Regions from separate parts of the Mus musculus genome. Here regions 2 and 3 are each linked to region 1. Evidence: chromatin contacts called from public HiChIP or PLAC-seq data. All regions are on one chromosome and are shown on one strand. The core of a region is the stretch at or near the end of the contact, and the rest is flanking DNA. Distances in the headings are between cores, read along the strand shown.

Region 1 (2,889 bases), core at 251-2,750:
TATATAGATCGGTTTTCTGTTTTCAGTTGATTTAAGCACATATTTAATACCACTAGTGCTCTGAAAGATATCTCAACTGCACATGGACTAACACACCAAACTAGGCACTAGGGAAGATTTTAAATTTGAACGAAATTCAGGACTGTGTCAAAGAACGGGCCTTTCAGGTGGATCTGCCAACTGTTGTGGGTTGAAATGCAATCACTTTTTGAAGCGCAATCTCTTTCCTCTTTAAAATATTCTCTTTTCTGCACCAGGTGTCAGTAAAGCATGTCCTTCAAAATAGAAGCCGAGGTCTTCACCTGCCTGAAAACCTGTAATTATCATATCATGCTATTAGTAACCTTTAAAAATAAGATCGCTTCTTTACATTCAAGGTCTGGAAAGTCATGTTTTAAAGATGCTGCCTAGCACCGTGGATTTATTGGAATCCTATGGTGTTGAGAAAAGAGGATGTGCGGGAAACGGCGCGGTCTTTTCCTTAATTGCACAAGAGTGGCTACGATTAAAACAAGGATTGGGGAAAAAAGATTAAATATAAATCAAGGAATTTCCCAACTTCATATAGCAGGGTGCCTATTAGCACTCTGTCAAAGGTAGCAGTCTCTCAGTCCCCCATCTCTCTACCTCTTCATAGCCTTCCCATCCCTTTTCTCTAGGCTTCTCCGCATCCCCACCGCCCGCGAGAGTCAGGCAAGGTGCGCGTTCCTCGTCCTCTCATCCCCGGTCTGCCAGTGCCTCTTCTCCCAAGAAACCACCCAGAGTCCCGGAGGACTGGTCCCTCCCGCCCCCACCCCCCTACCTGTCAGGAAGGAGGAAGCCAGAGACATGGGGACCCCGGAGCAATTGAGCAGCAGCAAGACGCAGCAGGTAATCCCAGGCGAGCGTCGGCAAGGACGCTCAGCCAGAGCCCTGACGCTGAAGAACCAGAGCATCGTCACCTGGAGGGAATCCCGGGCGACTGCAGGTCCCGCGTCGCCGCCTCTGCTCGGCAGCCGCTGCTCGCAGTCAAAAGGGCTGTGGGCCGGCGTGCCGGGAGACAGTCGGCTGAGGGAGGCGGGCGCCCGGAGCGGCGGGGGAGGAGTGGGGGCGCCCCGGGAGGAGGGGTCCTGCGGCCAGCCTCGGCCAATGCGGCGGCTTTTTTCTAAGGGAGTTGCTCTCAGCGGGTTAGCCGTCAGCCCCTCCGCGCCAGAGCTGGGCCGGGAGGAGGGGTGGCTGAGCGGCGGGATCTGGGGAGCGGCGGCGGCGACTGCCGAGTGCGCTCGCAGCTCTGGAGCCCGGCTGAGCTCCGGCTCCCGCACGCGCAGCTCCGGCCCGGCCCCCGAGCGCGGTGTCCGGCCCGCGCGCTTGCTCCGTGCGGGACCGAGGGGCGTACTAGGCTCTGCGCGGAATCCGCAGGGTCGCACGAGGGACTACGATCCTGGCGCCGGAGCTATGCCGGCTCAGAAGCGACAGCGGCGCACGCGAACGCCCAGCCAGGCGGTCTAGCCCAGCCCCGGCCACCGGCCCCGGGGCGCTGCCGGAGCCTGGAAGGCGCGTCTCCAGCGCCCTGCGCACCGCCTCCTCCCGCGCAGAGGAGCCGCCCCCAGCAGGGATGCCACTACCCGCTAGCGCCCGGAGCAGAAGACCCGGCGCTTCCCGCTGCCCCAGCTTCGGAAGGAGCCACGGATCGAATGCAGGAGGGTCCCTCAACTTTCCACAGCCCTTTGACTCCCTCGGGCAAAGGCGGGGGACTCACGAGGCTGAGGGGACAGAGGGACGAGTGACCTTGGAGATCAGGTTCCTGTGCTTATGCCTCTGTGGGCCTGACATTAGGGAGGACAGAAGTTGGAGCGACAGAAAGGGTCGGCTAATGCACGCACAACGGCCAGAGCCTTTCTCCCTTAAAGCGTGGATCGGTGGCTCAGACTCCGCCCTTCCCAGCCGGAGCTGCCCGGGCCAGGGAGGTGCGTTAGACTAATCATTCATTCACTCGCGGGCCAGGGAGGGACCGCTGCCGCTAATCTCCACGCAGGCCGCCTTCGCGGCGGCCGCCCAGCAGGGCACGCGGTGGCAGCCGCTACCCTGCAGCGTTTCTTGCTTGGGCGGCCCTGATGTCCCCCAGTCTCGGTCTTTGATCCCCTCGCCCCGCCACCCGGTACCCGCTGAGTCCCAGCATCCCTCCCACGTCCTGCCCCCCCCACACACACACACACCCGCCCTACACGCACCCGCCAAGCAGTGCCTGGCTCTACTCAAAAGGGGTGCTAATCTAGAAAAGAGAATTTTTATAACTACATTGGGAAGGTGCCAGGTGAGAGTGAAAGGTGCTTGGAACCAATGATCAGCTAGCCTTCTTTGGAGCCTACTGTGATCACATGCTCCCACCCACACGAAGAACAGCCAGCCAGCAGGTGCCCACCCCACATTAGTTCCTGAAGCGCCTTGTGGATCCAAACTCTAATTGCTGACAAGCCTAGTTTTCCCCTAGTCTCTGGCCAGTTTTAGGTAGCATTTGTAGCTGTAGTGAGAAACTCCTTTGACAGTCCTCAGATACACTCCTCTAATGTCACCACATTTACCTGCCCCTGCCTGCCATCCGCATGCTCATTTGTTTTTTTCTAGAGATTTAAAGGGTGCTTTTAGTGAGTGCATCGTGGCCAACATCCCAACACAAGGACCACATCTCTGTGACGTGGACAAGTGGGAGGAAGGAACGCTGTCATTAGCTTAGCATGCTCCATTTCCCTCTCAAAACAGATTTTGTGTAAAATTTAAATTAAAAGAGACAAGAGACAATGTGGTTACATGTTTCCCCCAAATAACACCATGGCTAGATGCCTTGAAAGTCAAAGTGTTGATTGAATGTTTCGCTGACTCCCTGAGTCTACAGAAATGTCAAACTGTATA
Region 2 (2,889 bases), core at 159-2,658, 740 kb after region 1:
ACATATTCTCCCTCATGTGCCAATTCTGATCTACAATGTATAGACACACACACACACACTCCAGTTTTAACAGAGAGCGGTAACTGTGGGTATCATAGGACATTTAGAAAGGAGGTTATGTTAGATGACAGTGTGAGACCCCGGCTAAAAGCATTTCTCCCTGAAAGGCAGAGCCCCTAAAACATTTCCCCAAGCTTGTTTTCCCTGATCTTTAGAAATACAGCTAGAAAGAAGCTCTTTGTTCTCTATAGCCAGCAAAAAGCCTTTTTGTTTCTATACTGTACAACCAGAGATGCCTGCCTTCCTGTGCCGAGGACACGGAGATAAAAATTCAGAAAACACTCACTCCCCACTCCTGCCTCGTTTCACCAAGGACACCCGGAAGAGAAGAACTCTTCCCAACTCCTCCCAACTCCTCAGCTAGCTGTTAAAAGCCCCCTACTGTCACCCCTGCGAGGCGCAAGGGGTTCGTCCTCAGCTAGCTGATAATAAAACCTCTTGCAGTTTGCATCAGGTGTGGTTTTCTCTCGGGACACTGGGGTGCTGGCCAGCTCATCCCAGGACTTGAGCGGAGGCCCAGCATCGGGGGTCTTACAACAGTGAAGAGAGAATGTAGGCAAAGGTCCTGGGTGTCATGAAGGAAGACATAAATCTAATCGTCTTTCTAGTTGCCACTACCATAGTCTTTCTCTCCTTGTGGTAGGTAAGGGATTTAGAATCTAATTGACAGTGTGTACCCTAAGTGCAGACACAGGCTTCAGCATGGCCGTCCTAATGTTATATTCACTGAAATACATAGGGTTCAAAGCTGTTTTGAGCATCCACCTTAATCACACTGTGTGATGTTTTTATTTCTGAATTAATTATAATCAAATGACTTTTAAAAATAATGACCTTTAAAATAAAGTCTTGGGTCTTTTGGTTGCTATTGTTATTGTCTTTAAAGACAAAATTTGGTGTGTCCCATGATGACCTTGAACTCCTGATCTTGTACCTCCATATTCCAAGTGCTAGGATTATAGTCATTTGCTACCACAACCAGCTGAAATTAATTCTCTCCTAACACATAGCAAATTAAACTTGCATGGCTTTGAGATTCATGTTCGAAGTTAACTCTTTGTATTATACACAAGAGCATGAAACCACAATTCCAAATGCTTACAAGCATTAATGAGATACTCTGCAACACCACTATGAATTAGGCTAGGAACCTGTATATTCATTTTGAAATAATCCTATTTTCTAAGAAGTTTAGGAAGGAATTGCACAAAAATGGGGAAAAAAACTTTTCTAAAGGCTCACTATTTGTTGTGGATGGCTCTGGGCGGCTTGCTCTCCCGGGAGAGACTGTCTGGAATGAGGAGTGAGTCACCTACTCAGGTGGCTTCTTGTGAACCAATCCTCTAATGAATAAAGGATCTGGGTGAGTAGGAGGGACTTCCGGGTTCGATGGAGGAAGAGAGGAAGCAGGAGAGAGTGAGTTCTCTTTGGAACGGGACATCAGAGGTGTAAGATGTAGCTGCTAGAGTTTCTGGGTATTGTGGAGGATCTGCAAGAACTCGCCGCCAGAGGAATGGGATTTTAATAAGGCTTACAACACTAGCCTTTAGATGCTGCACCCAGAGACTGAGTTGCCATTGTCTCTGAAGTAAGTTTGTGTTGCAATTTCCTTCACGCGGTGCCTCGTCTGGGTTCAAGAGTGAAAGGTACAGTGGCCAAGCGTAGGTTTGCCTGAGGTGCTCCATGAAGGCATTTAAAGCACGGGGTTGTTGTGGTAGCGCCTCACCAGTGGGAACCTAGCGATCTGGGTGGAGAGATTGTGGAGTTCAGAGTCAGAATCTCCACAACATAAAAAACAAGTCGGCCATTGCCCGCCAGTGCATGGCCAGCCAGGTCTCGGGGCAGAGAGTTGAGGCACAAGCATGGAAGCATGCCAGTTAGTTCTATAATATTTCCCGCAACAACTATTAAAAATTGAAACACAGAGCTTAGCACAGAAATCTTTTAACAAAATATCTAACTTCCTTTCATGACCAACTACAACATCCTCTGCTCTGGAAGTACAGGTACTCAGAGAGTGTCCACTTCCTCCAGAAAAGGCAAGGTGGAAGAGAAACTGTATCACAGGTGCGAATACACATGCACACATGTGCACATGCACACAGACAGACACCAGGCAATCAGGTTTGCAGGTCCATACACTTAACCGTGTGTCCTCAGACAACCACAAGCCTCTGTACCTTGATTTCCTTCACAGAATGAGCATCCCCAACCCTTCCTTCTAAGTTACTCCTGTGAATGCATACTGCACTTTTCAACAAAAATACAGCAGCACCTACCCTGAGATTATACATTCCTCTACTTAATTGTTTAGACAAAGTCTCACACCATAGCTCAAAGGTAACCTAGCAACCCTCCTGCATCAGCCGCTGAGAACTGAGATTTGAGTACCAAACCCAGCTTCTGCATTAGTTTCTACTGTACTTGAAACATCCCTCCATGGTATGGGCTTCAGTGGTACTTAGGGCACACATTTCCTTCTTAACCAGTTACTTACAGAAGGTCTCCACAAACATTCAATTCAAATGAGTTGGTTACAGAGCCACCACTCACAGGAGTGAAGGCTTAGGTCCTGAACCTCTGGACACCACATCTCTATTGCTCAGTAGATAGTGTCACTATGTATTTCTGTATAAAGACACTTTATATTGTTGACTCATAACCACTGAACTCACGGTCAGGAGCTGGGACTCTATCAGCCTGACCAAAACATTTCTTATCACGTGGATTTTCTCACAGCTTCCTTGTACTTAGGAACATTAGCCGGCACTTCATTACTTCATTGCTTCATTACTTCTTTGGTTGTTTTGTTGTCTTGTCTTGTCTTGC
Region 3 (2,889 bases), core at 104-2,603, 690 kb after region 1:
CCACTGTGCACGTGGATCTCTGTCCAGACTTAGCAGTGAGGCTCTAAACAACAGATAGCTACAGAATATATACCACATTCTCCCAAGGGTGAGTACCAGGGGATTCTAAAATCTGAGTCATCCTCAGATACATAATAAGTTTGAGGCCAGCCTGAACTACAGGAGACCTGTCTGAAAAGAAAGAAAAGAGGGAAGGGAGGGAGGGAGGGAAGGAAGAAAGGGGGGAGAGAAGAGAGGGAAGAAAGCGGGAGAGGGAGGAAGGGTGGGAGGGTGGAACTAACAGATGCCTCTGTGATTCCAACCACAAGGAAGGACAGCCACATCACTTCCAAACAATTAGCACAAAGTGTGGACCTAGGAAAATTAGCAAGTAACCAACTCACACAGGAGACACTGGGCTGTTTTTAGAACAGAGACATTAGATTTCATCAACACATTCCTGAAAGGAAAGCATTAAGCATCTTCTCACCACCGTGATCACAGCTGACATTCTCACAGCAACGGCCTTTTCAAAAGCAAGGTTTGCAAGAACAAAAACGAGTGTTTAAGTAACCCTGTATATTCTAAAGATCCTTAATTAAAGAAAAAAATTTCAATTCTAATGACTGCCCACACTCCAGAAGCTAAAGCAGGAGGACCACAAATTCAGGCAAACCTGGGTCATCTTGCAAGACAGAGGCTGATCCAGGCCACAGCAACGGGACTGGATAGGTGGCTCAGTTAACAGCATTCACTGCTCTTACCAAGGACCTGGGTTTCTGGCAGCCACAGACAATTCACAACTACCTGTAACTCTTGTCCCAAGGAAAACAATGCATTCTTCCAGCCTCCACTGCACCGTACAAAGGTGGTACACATACACTCATACAGGCACACACACATTAAAAAACAATAAGCCTTTTAAAAATGCAACAAAAGTTTCAGGCATTGACAGGCAGTGGTGGCGCACGCCTTTAGACCCAGCACTCAGGAGGGAGAAGCAGGCAGATCTATCTGTATGAGTTCCTGGCCAGCCTGTACTACAGAGCAAGTTCCAGGACAAATGGGGCTACACAGGGAAACTCCACCCCAAAAAACCAACCAAACAAAAGAGATTAAGAAAATAAATGTGTAGGAGGTATGTTTCTGCCTATAAATCCATATTCCATGAATAAGTGATGTATAAGTTTAGGCTCTAATCCATGCCAATGAAATCAAGAACCCTCCATGAGTCTATACATGAGGAAAACTAAATCATGACCACTCATTTCACTGCTAAATCCACTTTCTGCTTGAGAGCTCTCACTAAGGCTGCAGAACATAAACTAGTCAAAACTCTGGCACTCAAAAGCTCGGTGCTGCCATCTATGCATGCTTTAAAGGAAGTGCTTCTAACCTGTCTTCCTTACAGAGGCTGCGCATGCACTGGGGAGCTATGAGAGCTATGTGGGCATCAGGCTGAGCACACGGTCACCATGCTGAGAACGGATATGTCAGTTCACACAGCACTGGATAATCTACCACCTTGTAAACGGGTGGAGGGAGACAGCACCCATAAGAATAGAGAGCCTGCCTAGAGCATTTCCGGCCTTTTGCCCACCTTTCAAAGCCTATTACAGAGTCAGAGAGATTTGTGAAATACCCCAGCTTTCTACATGAGAACACAATACAAAGCCATCACAGCCTCGCGGTCAGCTGGTAACTGAACTAGATACTTCACTCTTCTTTAGCTTTCTGCTGGGTATACAGAACTATCTGAGGTGGCTTTAAATTTAATTTCCCTGAAGTGCGGCAATGCTGAGCATCTTTTCATGTCTCTAGGAGACCACATCTTCAAAAGAGGGCATCAAATATTTGTCTATGTGTCTTGTATAGTTTTTAATGTCAACATGACACAATCTGGAGTCGTCTCAGAGTAGGTAATCTCAACTGAGAAAATGCCTCCAACTGACTTAGCTATGGACAAACCTGTAGGGCATCTTCTTAATTAGTAATTAATGTGGGAAGTCTCTGCTGACTGTGGGTGGACAAGCCCTGGGCTGGCGGCCTGAGCAAGCCACTGAGCAGCATTCTTCAGAGGCTCTACAGCAGTTCCCACCTCTGTAAGGCCTGGGCTGCCCTCAGTGGACTGTGACTCGGGATCTGTAAGCCTACTAAGCCCTTTCCTCCCCAAGCTGCTTTTGGTCATGGTGGTTTTTCACAATACTAACTCTAAGGCACCACCCATCTTTAAGATTTGAGCTGATTGTTTTATTGTTATTGGGTTGTAAGAACTCATTACAGATGCTGGAGTGAGGGCCAGAGGTTAAGACTGTGCACTGCATTTGAAGAGAACTCGGTCAGACTGTTAGCTCCACACCTGGCACCTTACAGCCACCTGAAGCTCCAGCTCCAGCAGAGCCAACGCCCTCCTCTGGACGCCTCAGCATCCCACACGTGCACTCCCACATGGGACATACTTAAACAGCAGCACCTTCATTTGTTTATGTGTATGTGTGTGTGTGTGTGTGTGTGTATACACATATATACATACATAGAAAGAGAGGAGGAAGAGAGGGGGCAGAGAGATCTCTTTCCAAACATGATATCCTGGTTCATTAACTATGTATCAGTCATTCAGACAACACCACACAATGCTGCCACCTATAAATTTTAGTCAGTCTCAGAATCAAACAATACAGTAGTTAAATGTTTTTTCTTCAAAGCCAGCTTAGGGACACAAAGAAGTTTCCAGACCAGCATGGGCTACATGACAAGACCCTGCATCATTCATAGCAGTCAAAAGATGAGAACACTGTCTGCTAGCTAATGGATATTGGATAAATGCAGGGAGCATCCACATAAGTGAAAAACATCATGAAATAAAACAATAAAGTTCTGGAGTGCACTATAGTGCGTCGTTATTATTTA

Evidence for each region. HiChIP or PLAC-seq counts read pairs in DNA pulled down with a chosen protein or histone mark.
Region 2: an H3K4me3 HiChIP or PLAC-seq map of embryonic stem cells shows a contact between it and region 1, with 7 read pairs. The contact joins the enhancer-like site here to the promoter of Bmper in region 1. A contact is called at or near these places in 14 of 39 promoter capture datasets (the 3T3-L1 cell line, 3T3-L1-derived adipocytes, the SN4741 cell line and 8 more), 7 of 115 datasets of contacts at active chromatin or transcription factors (embryonic hindbrain, embryonic stem cells, extraembryonic endoderm stem cells and 4 more) and 2 of 9 other capture datasets (embryonic stem cells and macrophages).
Region 3: an H3K4me3 HiChIP or PLAC-seq map of embryonic limb bud shows a contact between it and region 1, with 5 times the contacts expected there. The contact joins the enhancer-like site here to the promoter of Bmper in region 1. A contact is called at or near these places in 11 of 39 promoter capture datasets (the 3T3-L1 cell line, the C10 cell line, the HPC-7 cell line and 6 more), 11 of 484 Hi-C or Micro-C datasets (the AML12 cell line, the HL-1 cell line, cochlea and 6 more), 14 of 115 datasets of contacts at active chromatin or transcription factors (VIP interneurons, astrocytes, craniofacial prominence and 8 more) and 2 of 9 other capture datasets (liver and pancreatic islet).

Annotation. Positions count from the first base shown.
Region 1 is chr9:23,221,687-23,224,575 of GRCm38.p6, reverse strand. Bmper (BMP-binding endothelial regulator) reads right to left here and starts at 1,500. Exons shown (of 15, transcript NM_028472.2): 1 at 803-1,500. The coding sequence starts at 935.
Region 2 is chr9:22,484,955-22,487,843 of GRCm38.p6, reverse strand. The region is part of intron 1 of Bbs9 (Bardet-Biedl syndrome 9 (human)); the gene reads right to left. Among named protein-coding and RNA genes, the nearest start is that of Bbs9, 11 kb to the right of the region's middle. Within about 2 kb of position 1,408, at least 23 of the 459 cell types and tissues checked have an H3K27ac peak or open chromatin away from gene starts, as enhancers often do. A contact at or near this core is called in embryonic stem cells, where this site is marked.
Region 3 is chr9:22,531,730-22,534,618 of GRCm38.p6, reverse strand. All of the region lies in intron 5 of Bbs9 (Bardet-Biedl syndrome 9 (human)), which reads right to left. Among named protein-coding and RNA genes, the nearest start is that of Bbs9, 57 kb to the right of the region's middle. Within about 2 kb of position 1,353, at least 73 of the 459 cell types and tissues checked have an H3K27ac peak or open chromatin away from gene starts, as enhancers often do. A contact at or near this core is called in craniofacial prominence and embryonic limb bud, where this site is marked.